Regions from separate parts of the Oryctolagus cuniculus genome. Here region 1 is linked to region 2. A link is a contact called in public Hi-C data. All regions are on one chromosome and are shown on one strand. The core of a region is the stretch at or near the end of the contact, and the rest is flanking DNA. Distances in the headings are between cores, read along the strand shown. Region 1 overlaps GNB5 (G protein subunit beta 5). Region 2 holds the start of LEO1 (LEO1 homolog, Paf1/RNA polymerase II complex component).

What was found. A called contact is a pair of places that touch in the nucleus more often than the background predicts.
Region 1: a Hi-C map of an unstated tissue shows a contact between it and region 2, with 2.6 times the contacts expected there. The contact joins the enhancer-like site here to the promoter of LEO1 in region 2. A contact is called at or near these places in 3 of 6 Hi-C or Micro-C datasets (ear pinna, skin fibroblasts and an unstated tissue).

Annotation. Positions count from the first base shown.
Region 1 is chr12:74,853,350-74,859,767 of mOryCun1.1, forward strand. GNB5 (G protein subunit beta 5) reads right to left here. Exons shown (of 10, transcript NM_001082170.1): 2 at 4,001-4,137; 3 at 233-274. Among named protein-coding and RNA genes, the nearest start is that of GNB5, 14 kb to the right of the region's middle. Within about 2 kb of position 2,377, at least 1 of the 8 cell types and tissues checked has an H3K27ac peak or open chromatin away from gene starts, as enhancers often do.
Region 2 is chr12:74,671,614-74,678,058 of mOryCun1.1, forward strand. It overlaps LEO1 (LEO1 homolog, Paf1/RNA polymerase II complex component), which reads right to left and starts at 2,148. Exons shown (of 12, transcript XM_017348015.3): 1 at 1,938-2,148. The coding sequence starts at 1,995. It overlaps MAPK6 (mitogen-activated protein kinase 6), which reads left to right and starts at 2,666. Exons shown (of 6, transcript XM_051822001.2): 1 at 2,666-3,040.

The sequences.
Region 1 (6,418 bases), core at 1,127-3,626, 180 kb after region 2:
GGAAAATACACGATGCAGTTGCACGTCTGCAGGTGACAAGTTTTCCACGGCTCGCCCATGGCCCGTTTCCTATCCACCCCCTCCAGGGTGGCCCTGCAGGCTCATGGGGTAGGGGGATCTCTCTGGGTGGGAGGTGGCATATGGAGAAGGAACCAAGGCTACACAGGGCTGGCTGGGCTGCAAGGTGACCACCGCAGGGCACCTGTCAGCCCAGAAAGGGACAAGGCCTCACCTTGTTGGTGGTGAAGGAATCCCACACGATCACCTTCCCATCCTGGAGGGAGAAGAGAAAAGAGGTCAGGAATTGTCCACAGGGTCTTACCAAGAGCTGCCCAGAATTCCTCACGAACACGAGTGGGGAGTGCAAGGCCAGAGTAAGTTTCTGTGAATCAAGACCCTTCAGCCTGCTCTCTAAAAGGGCAGGGAGGGAGGTGGCGCTGGGCTCTGCAGCCTGGCATTTCTTAGAGCTACGCATACAGACAACAGGGCCCAGATCCTCGGTTAATACCATTCATCAGCCAAGCACAGACGGCTGGTGCATCACTGTTATCCTCCACCCCCTAAATGCCAAACAGCTACACAGGGCGAAAAAAACCCGAGATCACCTGTGGGCACTGGACAGGAAGTGATAAGCTCTCTCTCCCACGCCATCCCCACTATGCTGTCCTCTTGTGCGGTCTCGGTTCCCCGCAGCTGCGCACCCTAATGGCCCCCATTCTCTGTCCACTGTCTTCATGGACAGCTCTGGTAAGGGCTGAGTGGGTCCCGGGTCAGTTCCCCGCCTGCTGGTGCTTGGAGACATTGAAGCTCCCACTCACATGGAGGACGAGGTGTGCCGTGCACCTGTGATGGTTGGGAGCCCCGCAGGCAGCTGTTCTGTAAATAAACAGCGCTCCCTGCTGGGTGAGCGCCAGGCTGGTGACACACAGACAGCAGTGTCATCTGCTTGTAGCACGAACCCACCAGAGGGGAGCCCACAGAAGCCCTGACCCCTACAAAGCAGGGACCTGTCCAGAACATGACACAGGGGATCTGCGGGCAGACAGAGGGTCTCCGGGCAGCTGAGTTGTGTCTGTGCGTGAATCCCTGCGCACCCTCAGTGAAGGTCAACCTGCAGCTTCTACAGCAGGCTTGGTTTTTGCGTCAAATCTGGTGACTAAGGCAGAGAAGGTAAGGCTGGAGAAAACCCCTCCGGGACAGATGCCAGGCCGACTGTCAAGTGACATGGCTGCTTGCTCTGCACGATGTGATGTGAGATTTCTACATTAATGCTGTATGCGGCAGAAGGGCCACAGAGTAAGTCAAAGTTGGTTTGGAACCTTTCCTAAGCACACTGGTTCTTCTCATCGATGTCTCTGACTCGGCGGCCACACACGATGTGTGGGGCAGACCAGGTAAGGCTGTCGTGCAGAGAACAGGGCAGGCACTCAGCACCTGCACCCCAGGGTGCTCCTGCTTAGAGCCCCGGCTCCCTGAGCCAAGGGAATCGACAGCACACTGCCCATGTCGGTGGTTTCCTTCACCTCACTGCCTGCCCACCCACCGCCCACCCACCACGTGCCTTCTGGGATCCTGGATCTACATGCCGGGAGAGAACGGGCCTCAGCCCACCTGGACAGGGTGACTCACCTCCTGCCTTGTAAGGGAGAAGGTGGCTGATGAGTCAAGTCTGTTCCAGAGCCTTCCTGTGCTCTCCCATCTCTCCCTGCGCTCACCCACGTCCCAGCTCTCTGGAGCAGAGGTGGGTGGACAGGGCATACCAGGGCACCACGGGCACCCTCCCTGCAACCTCCCTGCCCCCCTCAAGTAAGTGTGCTGTGTGAGCCACAGAAAACCCAGCGTGTAGCATACTTGCAAGGATTTAAAAAGTCAGAAAAGCTAGGGAGCAATGAGAACATCTCGATAGCCACTCTGTGAAAACAAGCATTTGGAAAAAAAATACAGGCGCTAGAAAGAAATGCTCTAAAATGGTAATGACTGTGACAGGGCAGTGGGGGAAAAATGGTGACACACATAACTATAAGTGGATCATGGGTGCAAGATGAAAGGCAAAGCAATGTGGTATTTGGGATCTGCAGGTAATGCAGGAAATCAGTGACCTCCATCTTACTCAACACAAAACTGACGGGGATGCCAGAGCCTGTGGGTTATCTGGAATGTGGACAGTTCAGTGCTCACAGGGTTATTTTAAAAAACAAACCCTCTTTCACAAAAGCTGGGCAGAAGGCAGGGTGGGAGGAAACCCACACTGCTTGTGATTTATAGACTGTCTCATGGACTTCTGTTTATGGCTTTATGTCTTCTACAAGTACCCGAAAAACAGACATAAAAAGCACCAAGCCGTGGGAGCCAGCCTCCAAGAGTCCCTGATCATTCCAGCTCCCTGGGCTGCTCATATGCTGCAGAACCTCCGTCTGCTTTATATAAGGTTGGTCCAAGGGACCAGCAGAAGACAGAGTGATGGCTTGTCACTGCCAATGCCAGCTCATCAGGGGGCAGCGCTGTGGTGTAGTGGGTAAAGCCTGCAGCACCAGCATCCCATATGGGTGCTGGTTCCGATCCCGGCTGCTCCACTTCCGATCCAGCTCACCGCTAACATGCCTAGGAAAGCAGCACACGACGGCCTAACTGCTTGGACCCCGTCACCCACATGGGAGACCTGGCTTTGACTGGCCCAACTCCAGCCGTTGCGGCCATTTGGGGAGTGAACCAGTGGATGGAAGACCTCTCTCTGTCTCTTCCTGCCCCTCTTTCTGTAACTCTGCATTTAAAATAAATAAAATAAATGCTTTAAAAAAAGGTTTCACTCACAGATGAGACCTTGAAATGTGCTCATGAAGAAATTCACTTTGCGGCTGGTGTTGTGGTGCAGGGGGTTAAGCTGCTGCCTGTCAGGTGCAGGGGGGCATCCTATTTGAGCACAGGTTTGAGCCCTCGCTGCTCCATGTCCAATCCAGCTCCCTGCTAATGTGCCTGGGAAAGCAGCGGAAGATGGTCCCAGTGCTGGGGCTCCTGCCACCCATGTGGGAGACTTGGATGGAGTCCTAGGCTCCTGGCTTCAGTCTGGCTCAGCCCTGGCCATTGCAGCCATTTGGGGATGTTAATTCTTTTTTTTTTAAATTTTTAAAGGTTTATTTATTTAATTGAATGTCAGAGTTAGAGAGAGAGGGGGAGAGAAAGAGACAGAGAATTTTCATCTATTAGTTCACTCCTCAAATGGCCACAACAGCAGGATCGGGCCAGCCCAAAGCCAGGAGCTTTATCTGGGTCTCTTACATGGGTGGCAGGGGCCTAAGCACTTAGGCCATCTTCCACTGCTTTCCCCAGGCCATTAACAGGGATCTGGATCAGAAGTGGAGTAGCTGGGACTCGAATACACAAAATGAATCTTTAAAAAAATCTTTAGGCTGGCGCTGTGGCTCACTAGGCTAATCCTCCACCTTGTGGCGCTGGCACACCAGGTTCTAGTCCCGGTCGGGGCGCCGGACTCTGTCCCGGTTGCCCCTCTTCCAGGCCAGCCCTCTGCTGTGGCCTGGGAATGCAGTGGAGGATGGCCCAAGTGCTTGGGCCCTGCACCCCATGGGAGACCAGGAGAAGCACCTGGTTCCTGCCATTGGATCAGCACGGTGCGCCGACCACAGTGCGCCGGCTGCGGCAGCCATTGGAGGGTGAACCAACGGCAAAAGGAAGACCTTTCTCTCTGTCTCTCTCTCTCACTGTCCACTCTGCCTGTCAAAAATAAAAAAAAAAAAATAAAAAATCTTTAAAAAAAGTAATTTTGAGCGGTTTATTAAGACGTCAAATGCAGTCTAGAGCATTTCAACTACTGCTAATTGCAAACCCACCTGCCTGGGTGAGGTCGACAGTATGCAAGAGAACTCTTTAGTCAAATCGGGTCGTTCAGACAAGAACCCAAGTCATAAGGCTCAGTGGAGGGGCAGTGCCCTGCGTCTCGGCTGTAGTGGGCGGAGCCTGCTCACCTGCTCCATGGTGGCCATACCTGGGACGAGCTCACGATCCTCCGTTTGTCCTTGCACCAGTCCATGCACAGGACCTTGTTTCCATGGCCCTTGAGTGTCCTCCTCGTCTTCATGACAAACTGGCCCAAGGCCTCCACCCGCTCCGCCACCTGGTGCACTGAAAGAATAAGGCCGTCGTCAATCATGTCAATCACGTTGTCAAGGGCCAGGCTCCACAGGAGGCGGTCCCACTTGCGACCTCAGTGTCACCATTCGGTTCGTGATCCCCTATTTAACAACACACCGCCGTAGAGGGCGGACAGAACATAGCTGTTTTACCCTTTTGTTTAAGACTATGTTTTCCAAACCCTTCCCCGTATGTATAGTGCGGATTGAGCAACCTCATACTGTAAAAGGGCTGTACTCAGTTCTCCAGTTTAAGGGCCAAGGCTCTGAGAGGTAGGCAGGGCAGGCGGCAGAGGGAGGTGTGGTCTCCACTGGACAGGTGGGAAGTCGGCAGCTCGGATGTCATTGGCTAATACAGGTTCAGGCAACCAGCTGGGAGCCAGGCTGAGACTTCTGGCTCTTCTACCTAGTGCTCAGTCACGAGGGAAGCTGGACTGGACAAAACCATGTGTTAGGGCTGCAACGTGCTGCTCAATAGCAGGTCCTGTGTCTATGGGACCTCCGAGCTTGGCACAGGCCCATGATGCGACAGGTGCTGCACATGCCTGCTCTGGGAGAGAATGAGTGAGCAAAAACACCGAGTGAGCTGTCAGCAAATGGTGAATTTATTAAAAAACTTAGGAGCCACAGTGATCAGTGCAATATCCTAAAAGCCCCCCCCACCACCACCACCCTGGAGGGTAGGGAGCTGCACCAGCTGCAGCTTGGGTGTCAACCTCAGCTCCCATCCTGAGGCCAGGGAGGGCTTTGTGGGGGCTCATGGGGAGGTGTGCCTGATGAGCAGAAGAGCGACAAGTTCACAGGCTGTGGCTGGGAGGGCCTGCTGTGTGCAGGTGCTGGCGGGCCCTGGCCCTGCACAGAGCCCGTGGGGGAACTGCAGTTCCCGGGGATCAGGTCTGCGGCTGTGGCAGGTGGAGAAGCCAGGGCTCCGAACTCCCTCCCCCTCTTCTCCCTCCTGAAACCTCTGTGCTGGGCCTTGCTCCAGGCAGGTGGGGAGGAGGGCCGAGGGCACTCTAACAGGGTCAGCCCAGGAAAGCACTGTGGAAGCTCCGGGGACAGTGGTCCTCCTTCCTGCAGTGGACGGACAGGGCTGAGGGGGCTCCCCTCGCGGTTTCTCTTACTTCTCCTTTGTTCGTTTGTTTCACGTCATGATCTAAGCCCTCTCGCTTCCCCTTACTCCCTGTCCCACCTTCTCCCATGCTGCCTTCTTCTGCCCTTCTCTCCCCTTAAACACTCCGGTGTGACTTTTCTGAAAAACAAAGAACTCTCATAGAACCACAGTGCAATGACCACAACCAGAAAATCCACGCTGGAACCACACCATCCATGCGACGGCCGTCACCGAGATGCCCCGGTCCACGACACTTGCCCTTCCCAGCGCCACATGTCGCATTTCAGCTACCCCGCGTCTTTAAGGCCCAGTCACTCTGTGTCCTGGGTTGGGTTGGTTTTATCTGACGCTTCCTCATGGGGAGGTTTGGGCACGGCACCATCACTGGAACATGGCAGACTTGACGCCGAGTTCTTGCTCTGCAGCCTACTGAGGGCCGCAGCCCACTGCTGGGGAGGCGAACTTGGTCGCTGGGTTCAGGCGGCACCTGCCAGGTTTCTCCATCACAGAGCCACCCATCTACCGCTTGTTATGAACAAGCATCTCGTGGGGATGAGCTCTGAGAATATATACATAGCGTGTTGGCCTTCACACCTGAATACCCTTATTTCAACATCCATTAATGATTTTTGCTTGAACCAGCTATTGTGACGGTGACTGGCAAGTGGTGATTTTGTGAAGTCTATCATTCCTTCTGCATCTATGGCTTCAACATAACGGGGAGTGTCTCTTATTTACTTATTTATTTAATTATGTTGGCCTGAACTCACGAATTCCTACTTTATCCAACAGACTGTAATCCCTTACACTCTTGGGACCAGAATTATTTCAGATTTTTAGGTTCTTTTGAATTTTAGAATATTTACATATATATATAAATATAATCAGATATCTTGTGGGTGGGATGACCCAGGGCTAAGCAAGAAATGCCTTGTGTTTGCATGCATCACCCTAAGATAACGTTAGATACTATTTTTACTGCATTTTGAACGTGACCTGCTACATGAGGTCAGCTGTGGAATTTTCCACCTATGACGTCATGCTGGAGCTCACAACGTTCTGGGTTTTGGAGCACTCTGGACTTTGGATTTTCAGAGTAGGAACGCTCAACCTGCATTCCCACTGCATCCACCGGAGGCGCCAGGTGTCCTGGTGGGCTGGC
Region 2 (6,445 bases), core at 898-3,397:
GCAGTAAGCCAGTCAGGACTGGAGTCAGGAATCAAACCCAGATCCTCTGATGTGGGATGTTCATGTCTTAACTGCTAGGCTAGATGCCTGCTCCCGTGGCCTTTCTCAAGACCTAGTGTATTTAAGATACACAATTTTTTTGTGCTGTAGGGTTAAACCTTACTAAAATATTGCTTGTATCCATCAAATGTGCATTAAGCTCATAAATTAGCTGGTGAGGAAGGGAAGACTACTTTTTCATCATATTCCCAACAGCTAGCAGGGTAGCTGGAACGTAACAGGGGATCAATAAATACTTATTGAATGAATGAACAACTTCATGAAAGGGAGTCAGGGCAGGGTTCAGACAGAACTGTGCTTTGAAAGGTAAAAGGGACGTAGACAAGGAAAAACAACAGGGAAACAACAACGAAGGTAGTGGAAGAGGAGTGAGCATACAGTGCTCTCTCCTTCCAGATGCACAGACGGGAACCTCCTGGATGCCCACCCGGCCACAGCCTTCACACTACAATGTAGTTCCAGGCCTCCACCTAATGCTCCCTTCACTACAAACTACGAAAATACTGAAACCAAACCTCTATCCAGTCAGTGCCTTGGGTGCAGACGCTAGACCCTGTGAGTGAGCTCCTGGTCTCCCACTGTCTCTCAGCTTGCCCTGCTGAGCAATCAACCTCTTACCAAAATTTAGCTCACTGCATTGAGGGAGGGGTGCAGCCAGCCCCCACAAAGGTCCTTGATCACAGGACCCTGAGATCATGTATTAACCCTACAGATAACATCTGGAAGATGGGTCTTGAGGGTTTTGCCAGGAACCCCAGGCCCAGAACAAGAAGTTTACACCCCCTGACTGACTGAGGCTCACAGAGCATGGGATCACTGATCAACGCCAGGCCACCAGCGCTGCAGACCAACCAGGGACCTGCACTCAAGCTTGACCCTCACCTCTCAACTCCAGCTTCAATCTGTACCACCTTTACCCCCACCCTTCAAGGAGGCCCAGCTCCTTGCTCTGTGCTTTGCAAGTGAATACCTACTTTCTTCCACCACTCCAAGTAGACCCGGGTTTTGGAAGGTTCTACAACAAAACAGTAGTTGCACAAAATGGAGGAGAAAATTTGGTAAAGGAAAAACCACAACAATACCCTTTGTTAAAGACGGCTACTTTGAGCCTGTAGGGCTGCAAAAATTTGGTTTTGCGGGCGTTTTTCAACTTCAAATAACTCCTATTCATATCTCAAACTCAAACATCCATAGTCTCTGTGCCAGAAACACTTGACGCACCATAAACACACATCCATGCATTCATTTCATCAACACATCCCGCACCACTCCTCCTCCCACACGAGCCCCATAAGCTCTCCAACCTAATACCGCAGACTCCAGAACCCTGGAGTGTCTGCACTGGCGCTCACGGGACACAATGTCTCCAGTGCAAAGCGCTGGTGAGTAGCTCCATCCCCGTATGCTGCTCAGACTCCGCATCCAGACATCTCGAGCTGCCGGCCAGCGCCAGGCTCCGGCGTCGTTAACAGAGCATTCCGAGCCCCTCTGTAAATCACCCACCCCGTCCCCACGGTCCTGAACACCTCACCCCATTCATTCACAAACAGCCCTTGTTCTGCACCGCAGGACAGCAGGACCCCAAGGTTCCGGGCTGCGCAGGCTGGCCCGCGCCCCCACCTTGCCCCGCGCCCTTTTGCTCTCCGTGCTCCCAGGCAGGCACCGCATGCTCCACGGTCACCCAGAACCGCAAGGCACAGACTCTTGCGTGTGTCTGCCTAGACCAGCCCGCCCGCCAGGGGAGGGTGGCACCTCCGGGAGTGCAGGGGGCGCTGGGGCAGGAGCAGAGGAAGCACCACCTCTCGCCCGCGGACCGGAACCGGACGCCAGGCCGGGCCCCGCCGCGCACCCCGCCTGCCGATCGTGGCCCACCCCACCTTTACGCTCCGCATCGCTGTCGGCGTCACTCCCGAACAGATCCTCCATATCCGCCATTGCCGCTCACGTCCGCTGCAGCCTCGGCTGGGGGCGGCCCCACGCCGTTCTTTACGGCACGGAACTAACGAAACGCGACAGTGTCGCAAAGATATGCTTAAAAGACTCCTTTCCCTCTATGACCTAGTTTCCGCGTCCACACGGTTGGGTGGCGCGGTTCCTCCGTCGGGGTCTGTTCTCACGGGGTGGGCGTGCCCGCGGAGCGGGCGGTGCTTTGGGGAAAGACCCCCGGGCCATCCGGAATCAGGCCCAAAGTCCTTTGTTTCCCAGACCTCTTCTCACCCTCTTAAATATTGTGGAGAATTCCAAAGAACTTTTGTTTTAGATGGTTTATACCCATGGCTACTTACCGTATTAGTATTTAAAGCAGACATTTTAAAAGTGCTAAACTCGTTTCAAGATAATAAACGTTAAATAGTGGGTTTGGGGTAAGTTTTAAATGACTTCTTTTCTAAAGTTTTAGACGAGTGGAATGGTTTTAAAGTTTTGAAGAAATCTTTAATATCCAGCATAAAATACACAGCTGAATTATTTCTGCTTCTAAGTCAGTTGCTTAGAAATGTTTTGGTGGTAGCAGATGAAGAAAATCCGAGTTTAGCTAGAGAGGTAGTAATTGGCAAGGGGCGACTTTCTGAGATGCCCCGAAACGGGCTTCGTGGGACCACACTTGATGACTGCAGCTTTAGAAGAGCTTCGCAAGAGCCATAGCTTGTTCCTTTGCAGCTCTGTTTACGTATAACGCTATGGTTTGAACTCACACAGGATTTGAAACCTCATGTCATAGGTGAACGATACTAAAAGGGTGGAAACAAAGCAATCACAGCTTTCAGAAGCGGGACCTTAGAGGTAGTTGGATTGGACTGGACATGAAGGTGAAGCCCCCGCGAATAAGTCCTGGTGGCTGTGTTACACGCCGGTGCACGGAGTCACACGCGCCTTCTTGCCGGTGAAGCTCTGCGCTGCTCCGTCAGTGCCCGGAAGAGCACCAGCACCGGAGTGCGAACCAGTGACGCCTGCCAGATGCTGGATTTGAACCTGCGGAACTGTGAGCATTTTATTACACCTGTACTGTTTTGTGAAATTCGTTTTCTTGGGTATTTTGTCAGTGATGGAAAGCACACCAAAACACATGATATTGAAACAAATATTTCACAGAACACTATTTTCTTTTCCTACTGAGTTTTCCTATTACCCTATTTCAGTTTTGGTTTCTTTCTTTCTTTTTCTTTTTCTTTTTTTTTTTTTTTTAGAATTTATTTATTTGAGAGGTAGAGTTACAGAGAGTGAGAGGAAGAGACAGAGAGAGAGGTCTTCCTTCCCCTGGTTCACTCTCCATGGCCACAACAGCCAGAGCTGCACTGATCTGAAGCCAGGAGCCAGGAGCTTCTTCTGGGTCTCCCATGTGGGTGTAGGGGCCCAAGGACTTGGACCATCCTCCACTGCTTTCCCAGGCCATAGCAGAGAGCTGGATTAGAAGAGGAGCACCCAGGACTAGAACCGGCATCCATATGGGATGCCGGCGCCACAGGCAGAGGATTAACCTACTGCCCCACAGCGCCGGCCCCTCAGCTTTGGTTTCCTAAAAATGTTGGCAGGCAGTACAACCCAGTATGTTGCTTTCATGATTTTCTAACAGATTGTAACCTGCAAGTAGAAAAATGTTTTTCAGAAGGTTCCACTGGATTTTTTGTTTTGCAAAGAAAATTTTGATGTTGCTGCAGTAAGGCATTATAAAGTCAGACAGTAAAAAAATTCTCATGGTCAGTGCTACACAAACCCCCTTACTTTGCAAAGGCTCCAAGAAATAAAGTGGTTTGCACAGATTAAAGAACCAGGTCTCTAGGAAAAACTCATTCATTTTTAGTCTTTAAAATGTATCCCTTGTGTTAAGTTACTGCCTGATTAGGCTACTATGTAGGTTTTGGTCTTGGCAAGCAACAATGAATTTTTAATTTGGGGATTATGAGATATATTTTTGCTGCAAATAGGAGTGCCTGACAGGGTTCAAATGGGTAAGTATTAAGGTGTGGAACAGGTTATATTATCATTAATCCTAAAATTGCTATGTAAAAAGTGATGATGTAAGAGGATACATACAGATCACCTTAAATCTAACTGGAATACTGGAAAAGCAATTTGTTAGTGATTCAGTTTTTGTTGATTTGTTTAAAGTACTCTCCTTGAAAAGTGTGTTGATTAAATTGTGATAAATTGGATTACAACAAAGCCTGCTGAATAATCATGCCCATATCCTTGACTAGCAGAATCAATGTGTTTTTTTCCCATCGGAATAGTGCAAAACAAATAACTTCTGACTGCTTGATAGATTGATTGGTTTTGTTTTTGCTGGACTTTATGTTGATCATTGCTCTTCTCCTGGCTGTCTTTGTTCACACAGAATAGAATACATGAGATGGGGTACAGCTAAGTCCATCACAGTCATTCTCCAGTAGTTCTTGCCTGAAACATAGCTTGAGTTACACCCAAATCAATATAATTGAAGTTCAGGGTACTAAAACAATCACGTTTACTCCCAGAGACAGTCTCATCCTGTTTGGGTTGTTTGATTCAATTTTGAATGATAAAATAAACCCTCCATTTGTTCCAGGAATGGAGAGGTTCATCCGTTTGGTATATAAATAACTAAAACAACCCTAGAGTAACTTTACTTTGTTTCCCTATTTTTGAAAAGTTGTCCCTTTTGTCTCATGTTGTAATTCATGAGGTGAAGGTAGAGCCTCAGAGTACCATGATGACCCCAATAAAAGAACAAAGATTCAACTAGGTTGGTTACATAATACAGTCAGTATATCATTACAAATATTTTTACAAGGTAATAGAAGCCTTTTGGAATGTATAAAAGATAAGCCTACATCAAGTCACAAAACAGGAATATGTGTTTGATTTCTATATCATCTTAAAGACTTAGAGAAAAAACAACAGTTTGATTAAACAAAATGTATTAACTGAAAATTCATTCCATTTATGGTAAATTGCCACTCCACAGAAGGATCGTGTGGCTTTTCTGAAAGTACTTTGTGGCAAGAGTGGCTTTTGGAAGGGAACAGGTTGAGCTAAACTGAAGAGAGGAAGAGAGGAACCCTGCAGTTTCTGTCTAGAGCAGTAAGAAAACACTGTGGCAGCTCATTTCTTGGAAAACACAGGACATTCCCTCACAGTCTGTCTTTATTAGATTCCTTGGTGAATTGGGTCCTTGCAATGGCTGATGAAGGGATATGAAATGGTGGCAAACATAGTTTTTCATATGAAAGATTTGGGGAGAAATGAGATTCTAAAACATCTGAAGAATTTTTCAGTTTTAGAAGGAAATTATAGTTTTATTTATTTATTTATTTTTTGACAGGCAGAGTGGACAGTGAGAGAGAGAGAGACAGAGAGAAAGATCTTCCTTTGCCGTTGGTTCACCCTCCAATGGCCGCTGCGGACGGCGCACTGCACTGATCTGATGGCAGGAGCCAGGTGCTTCTCCTGGTCTCCCATGCGGGTGCAGGGCCCAAGCACTTGGTCCATCCTCCACTGCACTCCCTGGCCACAGCAGAGAGCTGGCCTGGAAGAGGGGCAACCGGGACAGAATCCGGCGCCCCAACCGGGACTAGAACCCGGTATGCCGGCGCCGCTAGGTGGAGGATTAGCCTAGTGAGCCGCAGCGCCGGCCCATTCTTTATTTTTTTAAGATTCATTTATTTATTTGAAATCAGAGTTACACAGGGAGAAGGAAAGGCAGAGAGAGAAGAGAGAGAGAGAGAGAGAGAGAGAGAGAGAGAGAGGTCTTCCATCTGCTGGTTCACTCCCCAGTTGGCCACAACAGCCAGAGCTGTGCCAATCCAAAGCTAGGAGCCAGGTGCTTCTTTCAGGTCTCCCACATGGGTGCAGGAGCCCAATGACTTAGGCCATCTTCTACTGTTTTCCCAGGCCATAGCAGAGAGCTTGGTCAGAAGTGGAGCAGCTAGGTCTCAAACCGGTGACAGTATGGGATGCCGGCATTGCAGGAAGCGGCTTACCTGCTACACCGCAGTGCCAGCCCCAAGAGAACTTTTCTTGAGATGATTCAAGGTAGATTGATGAAGTAATGGGAGGAAACCCAGTAATTGAGAAGTAAAATTGAGTAGAACCTAAAATTCAACCAGGCTTATTAGAGCAATTCCCTAATTCACATGAAACTTGAGGATAAAAAGAATATGCTAAAGGATTCTAGAGAGAAAACTCAGCTGACTTAAGAAAGATCTGGAATTACAATCACATTAGATTTCTCAACAGTTATTCTGGAAACTAGAAAACCATGGGTAATTACTTTCAAAATCTCAAAGGGAAAGGATCCATCCTAGATTTCTTTGGACACCTGCTGTGGACCTGCAGTTTCAGCTTTTGCCTTGTTTTGAAAGCAACCTCAATGAGAGACTCCTAGTCACAGTAGCCAGCTAACCCTTTC